Linked DNA regions of Gossypium raimondii: region 2 is linked to region 1. A link is a contact called in public Hi-C data. All regions are on one chromosome and are shown on one strand. The core of a region is the stretch at or near the end of the contact, and the rest is flanking DNA. Distances in the headings are between cores, read along the strand shown. Region 1 holds the start of LOC105794160 (ACD11 homolog protein). Region 2 has its middle 30 kb from the start of LOC105794162.

Region 1 (4,447 bases), core at 789-3,288:
CAATCAACATTGCTATTGTTGCTGTTAAGTGCTTCGTGCGGTCCTACCGTAATTCTTTGAACATAGCTAATTCATTAATAAAATTTGGAATGGGGAGTTGTTTATCTGGAAAAAATATCTGAGTTTTCTTTTGATTTCTTATATGAGTACACACAATTAAAATGTAAAGCAAAATGAACATTGAAACTAATTAATAATATAGTATATGTCATAGACTGTTGTTCTGTTGCTGCACAAAATCTAAGATGCAAAATAGCAACTAGCTAGAACAAAATAACATATTGTAGAAAAAATTTATGTATATATATTAATTATAATAAAGTAGTATATGTTACTGGTTGAATAAAATATCCATGGATATCCTTCTCTGACACTCTGCCCTGTTGATAATATTAGTCACCAGTCCAAGGCGATCTTCCTAGAACTATAAAGCTTATCAATGTATGCTATTACTGGGCGCGATGCTTCGATATACCTTCTCATTTTCTTCTCTGCTGTATGATCTGCACACACACACACACACACACACACACACACACACACATATATATATAGATTAAAAAGTATAAGGAAAAGAAGAGAATACATGACGATGATCAAAGTTATTTTGCGAAAGATATTAAGCATCCATTCCATATGCTATGTTGCTCTCTCCTCAACATATAGGAACTCACCTGTTTCATTGAGCTTCTGTAAAAGTTCTTCCCTTGTTGGAAGAGTATACATTCCAGCAGAAACCGCAGTCCTGACGGCCCATGTGTGGTATGGTGCACACACTTGAGAATAAGCTGTTGAAGCTGCATCCTTCAAATAGTAATCACTACAATTTGAAACCAAATAAATAATAATAAGGAAGTTGAAGCATGAAATGGTGACATGAAAAAGGAGAGTTACATTCCATATGTGCATTGTAGTGTGTATTTCATCAAGGAAACAGAGAGGAAAACAAAATTTTCAGCTAATCCCATGTTGATTATGGTCTAAAGCCTCTGCCTTTAGTCTCCTAATCTCGGTTTCAGGTGTCATTTTTAGAATTTTGCCATAGTAAAAAAGGGTCACAGGCATATCAAACGTTACACAACTTGTAAATACTACAAATTTCTCTTAAAATCAAGAGAAAAAAAAAAGATGGAAGGGCGAGACATACTCGGTTGACAGAAATTCTTCAAATAAAGCCCGGATGAGGTCAAGACCCTGTCTAACACGCCGCAGATTACGTGAATGGCTTCCTGGTTTTTTCACCGTGTCATTAGCAACATCACGATCAACTACATTTTCTAAAGTGGCATACGTCTTGGATGCTTCCACAAGATCATGTACCTTATCAAAGCATTAATCATTTCATTACATCACGGCATTGAGAATTTGTATAAAAACAAATGCAAACCACAAGAAAATAGACCTTGATGAAATGCTGTATTGTATATGGATGCTAACAACATCAGAAAATCTGTCTATACGCTATCTACAATATTTAAGTTTACATTGATTGATTGGCATCAATTATACATATAATAAGGTTTCTCAATGCAAATCCTGACAGCCTAAAGAAACATGATTCCAGTTTCTAGCAATGTAAAGGCAATGAACCTTGGCGACGTACTCCATCTCGGCGAATTTGAAGGCGAGGCCGAGGCAGCTAAAAAGAACAGAAACCAGAGAACATGCTTCACAGAAATTATCCAACCGAAGTTTTTGATCCTTAGTCTGAGATCCCAAGAATCCCGACAGCTCCTCAAACGCCTTCGCTATATCCGACAGAGGCGTTTTAGTTGTCACGGACATCTTGGTTTGAGAATGATTAAAACCATTATCTGCACCTTCATCCATGGCTTATATCATAACTATCTTTAATTTTTGTTCTTTAGGATTCCCAATTCGCTTTGAAACCGTCCAACATTTTGAATTTTCATCAAGAAAAGGTAAATTGGACTAGTGTTTTACGTGTCTCGGATTCATTTATTTTCTTTCTCTTGTCTAAACATGACAAGTGTTGTGGGGGATATTTAGAGGTCACACTACAAACACGGTCCGCCACTTGGTTTTCGACTTTTATGGGAAAAGGAAAATTCCAACACATTTGTGGTCCTTTTGCTTCCTTGTCGTTACTCGTTGCTTTCTTAATCGTCTGTTTGATGGGGATGGATGGGTCACAATAAAATTCGGCCCAAATGCAGCTGGTAACTCCCTTGAGCAATTATCGTCATTGGATATGTTGAAAACTTAACAGATCACGTCCCTTGTACCATCGATTTTCATAATTAATACAAACTAAATTTGAATTTTAAAGAGCAAGGAAATATAAGACTTGAACCTGGAATGAGTGTATTCTTGTTTGTCTTGCTTTTGCTTGGTTGCTTGTCTATCGATATATTAAAGGATCTGATTGACTAACAAGTGTTGAGCTCCCAAGATAAAAGAAGAAGAAGAAGAAGTGATTGGACTTGGTAAACCATAATTAAAAAAAGAAAAAGAGATAGTTTACTAAAATTTCAACCTTTATTTTTATTTTTATTTTGATACGGTCATTGCTAGGACTAGAACCTGGGAATGCATGGTGGAACTAAGAATGCAAGATGAATGAAACAAGCAGTTTCTTGAGCTTGAAGGCTCGATACTTGCTGTACAAACAAAAACAGAATCGGGCTTGAAGAACAAGAGAAAGCAAAGAACTAAGAGAGAATTTGATGAAGAATTCTGATAATTTCATTGACTGATGAATGAAGGTACAAAGCCATTACATATATCAATCCATAAGCTGGTCAAAAATTAGCAAATGTCACCTAAACATTTACCTAACACCACTAAACTACATTGAAACTTGTTAAACATAACTTGTACATTTTGCAAAGCTGATTTATCAGCTCAAACTTCACCTAATTACATCAAACATTTTACCAACTTAGTTCAAGACAAACTAAATTACAAAATACTGATTGAAGTAACAAAACAAAACAGTAGCAGAAGCTTCAACTGCAACTTCATGGCACCGGCTGCTTGCTCTGCTTCTTCATGCTGCATGTGCTGCATGGAAGCCAACTTCAACAATGCAAAATAATCAAAACTTGCTTGCAGCTTCTTTAGATTCAGCGTCTTTGGTAGGGGTTTGAATGGGCTTATAAGTATAGAGTTTGGCACAACAGATATAATAAAGAAGATTAACCACTTGCAAGCCGGTGATCAACCAGTAAAATAATCCCCTTGTTTAAATTGTTATCTGGGAGCCAATTTGATCCGTCAGGTTTAGCACTATATTTGTGCACTAAAGAGACCAGCAACGTACTCACATAATTCCCAACTGAAATTGCAGTCCAGAACAAAGCAGTAGCACTGATCCTCATGCTTTCTGGTGACTGATCATAAAAGAACTCCAAGTGTCCAATTGACATGAAAGCCTCAGCTATTCCATGTAGACCGTACCGAGGCACGAGCCAAAGACTGACATGGGGATGATAGAATGAGGCTTGTCCTCAAGCCCATGTGCCACAGCTGCTTGTTTACGCTTCACTTCTATGAACCCTGCTACGAGAGTGGCTAATACTGAGATCAAAAGCCCGATTCCCATCCGGCGCAAGAAGGTGATGCCGCGGTCCAGCCCTGTGAACCTACGGGCAATGCGGATTAAAAAGCGGTCGTACAAGGCTATGGTGGAGAGCATGGCGAGCATGGTGAAGACAGACATGGAACCAGCAGGGATTTGGAAGGAGTTGGTGAGGTGCCTGTCCATGGTTTTGGCTTGTTGGAGGGAGAACGTGCCTTGCTGAGCATAGGCTGTGATGAGGAGGATTCCTGATGCCCATATTGGTCCCATTCGGATCAAAGATTTCAATTCCTCCACTCGATGAACACTGTTTAGTCTCCATAGATATGGAGCTTTTACATTATCTTCTTCAGTCACAATGGCTGTCTTGTCAAGAAGTCTGCAACGCACCACTCACCATATACATTGAGTTTTCAAAATTTTATTCCAGTGTCACAGGGCTGATAATTTATTTATGGTTGTGGGCAACCCATTAGGCTACCAGAGCGAGTTGCAGGTTAACTAATAATGAGTAAAATAAAATAAATGTGCTGGCATCCTGTTGTATGGTGGGGTTTGATAGTTTCCGATTCGATACAGGCATATAAAAGAGCTTTTGTTTTCATTATAATAAAATGCAACTTTACGTGTATGGTTTTTGTTTGGCGACAAGAACTGAGGTAGTGGAAGTGCCGCCCCCTACTCCCAGTTATTACTAGCCTTCTCTTTTGCATAATTACCCACAACCACAGCCACAGTAGATGTATGAGGGTAAAATAATTTAAAACATTTAGATAATACTTTTTCTTATAATGATATAAAAATAATTTATAAAAAGTTGGTAGCAATCAGATCTTTCAAGGTGGTTTCCACTGTCTTCAACATTTCATTTATCTCACTCTTTTATATTTTTCCTATTATTGTCCC
Region 2 (4,447 bases), core at 1,008-3,507, 220 kb after region 1:
GTCCCCCAGATTTTTATTTGCAGTTCAATTTAGTCTTTTTTTTATTTTTCTTAAAATTAATTAATTTCAATTGTGTAATTATTAATTTTTTTCTTCAGATAAATTATTTAAAAAATCTATACGTATATATTTTTTGTATATATGTAAATGTACATATTAAAATTTTCAAAACAAATATTTTTATGTATATATATGTCTATATTTATTAATGCTCTAATATATGTTTTTACACATACTTTATAATTTATATATATTTTTATTATTTTCATAAATATATATTTTGTTATATAATTTTATAATCCAAAGTTTTATATGTAAATTCATACGCATGCCTCTTATTCTTCATAATTCCAATGTACATATTATGCATTTTCTTTTCTTTATATTTTTTGTTTATTTCATTCATTTGTTTATCGATTTATGTTTTCATAGTTTTTATTTCGTTCATTTATTTGATATTTTGCATGTCATTATTTTTATTATGTACATTAATTTATTTTATTTATTTGTTTATCTTATTTCTATGTCATAGTTGTATCTATTATTGTATTTTACATTTAATGTAACATCACATCATCTCTTTACTCGAATTTAAAAATAAAAATTTTCAAAATAGAGATAATACTTGTATTTAAGATTTTTCAAGAAAATTGAGCCCTAACATATTGAGTTCCAATTTTCTTCGTTAAATCTAACAATCGAGAATTACTCTTTGATCAAAAATAAAATGAAAAAGCTTGTTGTTGGGAATTTAATATGTTGTGTCCTAACGCATTGGATGTGACGTATTGATTTCTCGAGACAAAGATTTTTAAAATATATATATTAATAAAGGAAATATTCAATGTTTGAGATGTTGAGAAATTGTGCCCTAACGTATTGGGCTGCGGTTTCGTCATAAATCTTAAACAATGGAATATTCTTTTAAATTTTATCACACAAATCTTTTGGACAAACTCATCTTGAAGAAATAAAATATCGTGCCCTAACGCATTGGGTGTGATGTTTTCTGTTTCAAAATGAGGGAGTCTTAATAAATAATTTAATTAAGGATCGTATTTTTAACTCTCGACGTTAAGACATTAATTAATCAATTTGGTACCACTTTTTGGGTGTTACGAGGGTGCTAATCCTTCCTCGAACGTAATTGACTCTCGAACCCGTTTTTCTAAAAACTCGTAGACCAAAGTCATTTTAGGTGATCCAGTCACACCATAATAAAAGATTGGTGGCGACTCTAAATTTTCATCGACAACTAATTTTTGTTTTTTTAAAAAAAATAAAAATGGTTTCGACACATATTTTAATAAAAAAATAAATTATAATTACAGAGTGATGTTTTAGAATGTGAAATAAGATTGTAATATTAAATACTTTATTAAAGTAATATTTTTTAATTTTATGAGCAATTTATTATATTTTAAATATAAACAATTAAATATGTATAGTTTATAAAATTAAAAAGTATAATATTTGGAATCAATATTTTAATATTCTTAAAATTAAAGTTAAAAATTTACTTTTAATATAATAATATTAAATTTGATAGAAGTTTATTTTATATAAAAATTAAGTTTTAACTCTTTTCCTAAAAGATTTACCTGTTCAAAATGGAAATTCCAAAATAATAATAAAAATAATTGGCCAAGCTATTTCCATGAAAATTAAAAGAAAAACAAAACAAAACAAAAAAAGCCGTGAAACAAATGCTCCCTATTGTTGTTAAGTACCTTTTGTTTTATTTTAGATTTTGTCGGGTGTAGATAGAGCACAAAACTATCAAAAAGCTATGAGAGAATATCAAAAATGAGTACGAAGGAGTATAAAAAATTATGAGGAAATATATTAAAAAATATGAAGAATACCTTAAATTATGAGTGAATACAAAAAATACGAAAAATTCAAAAATTATGAGACATAATTTCCTTTCATTTATTCTTTTACCAACACGCTCATTGTAGAATTTCCCCAACTAACATTGTGTTGGTTGTATACTTGAATTAGGTCATAATTTTTTAGTTATGTCAATTAATTTTAGTTCCGTTCCGATCACTTTTTTTAAATATATATAAATTATTTATTAAAGATTAGATGTGTCAATTAAAAGATAAAAAAATATGATTATGCTGAATAAATGTGACATATATCACGCCACTCTTTCACTTTTCTAGAACTATTTTTCATGGATTGGTTAGCTGAGAAGTCATTTTGGGTGATGCACATACCAACCCCATGTTTAAACTTCAAACCCAAGCAATAGCCATGTGCTCATGGATCTTAAAGCCCAAAATCGTAGGACTTGTCCCACATTTTGGATGCTGGCCCAAATCGCAAAATCCATACTACGTTTTCTTATTATTAAATTCTTTATATGTAAAAAAATAAATCAAAAATCAATTAAAATATTGTATTAAATTCTCATTCAATTAAGCTTCTACTGTTAATTAAAATAATCAATTAAGCCCTTTCATTAATATTTCCATCATTGACCGCGTTCACTGTGCCAGCTTATTGTTTAATCTAATAATTTACTAATAAAAACATTAAACAACATAAAAAATATTAAAAATAAGAAAAAAAATTATATAGAAAAAATAAAATATATAAAATTCTTAAATATTAAAAATATGTATTAAAATTCATATAAATTTATAAATATTATAAAATTAATAAATTCTAATAAATTTTAAAATATTTATAAAATCAATAAAACATGTTTAAATTTTCGTTAAAACATATTAAAATTCTTTAAAAATATGAATAAAAATATTAAAATTGATATAAACTTATAAATTTTATTAAAAAATAATAAAAGCTTGAACTAGATTGAACCGGTTGATTGGACCGGTTAGACCAAAATCGACAGAGGTATCTATTCGGAGAAAGCTATTAGAGCAATTGATTTGGGAATCACGCGGTTGAACCAATTTTTTTAAAAATTATTATTTTTATCAAACCAAAATTTCATTACTCAACTATTAGTATATGCTAGAATGAAATGAAATATATATTCTGACAAGGTTTTCAAAACTGAGTTGGTGGTTGAATTAATTAGGACACTAGTTTACTAGTTCGACTGGTTCGTCTAATTCAATTAAAAATATTAAAAAATAAACTGATTTTTTTACATTTTGTTAATATAGAGATTTAATTAATTTTTCATATTTTTAAGGACTTTTTGAGATATAAACCAACTATAAAATCAATTTACTGATTGAAGTTTAAAATTTACACATTTTCTTGTTATTATTAAAATCAAGTTTAAAAATTTGAGTTCAAAGCAGATTTTTCCAACATGTTTGATTGAAATAAGGATTTTCGTGGCTCAAATGTTTTTAATAGAAAAGAAAACACAAAAACATACGCTCCATGTAAAACTACTATGATAAAAATTAGAAGTTAAATTTTATTTTATCTTTTTATTGAGATAATAAGTAAATTAATCTTTATAAGTTAGATTAAAAATAAATTGATCATGTTATTAAAAATTTCATCCATTTGTATTGATAAAAACTAGCGTGATTGATAGAATGAATAAATAGTCATACATGGCATGTCACGTGTACTTCATGCTAATGTATAGAGACCAATTTTTAACCATAAAAATTGATAAAAGTTTTAACAGAATGACTAATTTACATAATTTTTTAATAAAAAAATACAATCCAACTCTTAATATCTTTTATCATTTACTAAATAATGTCTTCCGGAGAGCATAAACAAAACTAAGACATAACATGAAATCAAAAGATGTTGTCTGTAAGAACCCATTTTGCCCGAAAGCCCAAACCCAGTTACAAACCAAATTAAACAAACTAACCTAATTGTTACCCTAGCCCAAACAATAACCCAAGCCCAATTAATAACCCTAGCCCAAACCAACAGCAGCCCACAACAAACAGCAGAGAAGCAAACCCTAAGGCGTTGCACGCCTTTGCCCAATGCCTCAGCGCTGCACACCTCTACCCAATGCCCCAGCACCGCACGTTCTACCAGCCCCCTCGCGCATGCCTCTGCCACCACCGTCGGCCTCGAAACCCTTGCAAAGAATTGAATGCAACAACGAAGAAACATGCTAACAGTAATGGCAGTAAATATAGGCAGATAAAGAAAAAAAAATTAGTAGTTGTATCCGTCTATAAAGGCCTAGATCTTATCTTTGTAAAGTTTTTACGCACAATAGTAAATCGGAAAGTAGAAAATGAAATTTTAAAAGGTTGATTTTAACTGTTTTCTCTTTGTTTTTCTTTTTATTTATTTATTCATTTATTTTTTACAAACCTATTTTAAAATAATCAGCAAGGAAATAAAAAGGAAAAGCCTAGGACCTTTTTTTTCTCCTTGTTTCCCTGTTCTAAAGTTTTGGCCTTTGAACGCGTTTCAACGCGCTGATCAGAAACGTCATTGCTCGACGCCGGCCATCAGCCACGACTGTGCAGACGGCGGC

What was found. Hi-C and Micro-C count contacts between places; a contact is called where the count stands out from the background.
Region 2: a Hi-C map of leaf shows a contact between it and region 1, with 1.6 times the contacts expected there. The contact joins the enhancer-like site here to the promoter of LOC105794160 in region 1.

Annotation. Positions count from the first base shown.
Region 1 is chr3:35,442,230-35,446,676 of ASM2569854v1, forward strand. LOC105794160 (ACD11 homolog protein) reads right to left here and starts at 2,039. Exons shown (of 4, transcript XM_012623186.2): 1 at 1,591-2,039; 2 at 1,148-1,320; 3 at 675-820; 4 at 175-503. The coding sequence starts at 1,830. The coding sequence ends at 397. It also overlaps the pseudogene LOC105794159.
Region 2 is chr3:35,657,099-35,661,545 of ASM2569854v1, forward strand. No RefSeq gene overlaps it. Among protein-coding and RNA genes, the nearest start is that of LOC105794162, 30 kb to the left of the region's middle. Within about 2 kb of position 2,258, the one cell type or tissue checked has open chromatin away from gene starts, as enhancers often do. A contact at or near this core is called in leaf, where this site is marked.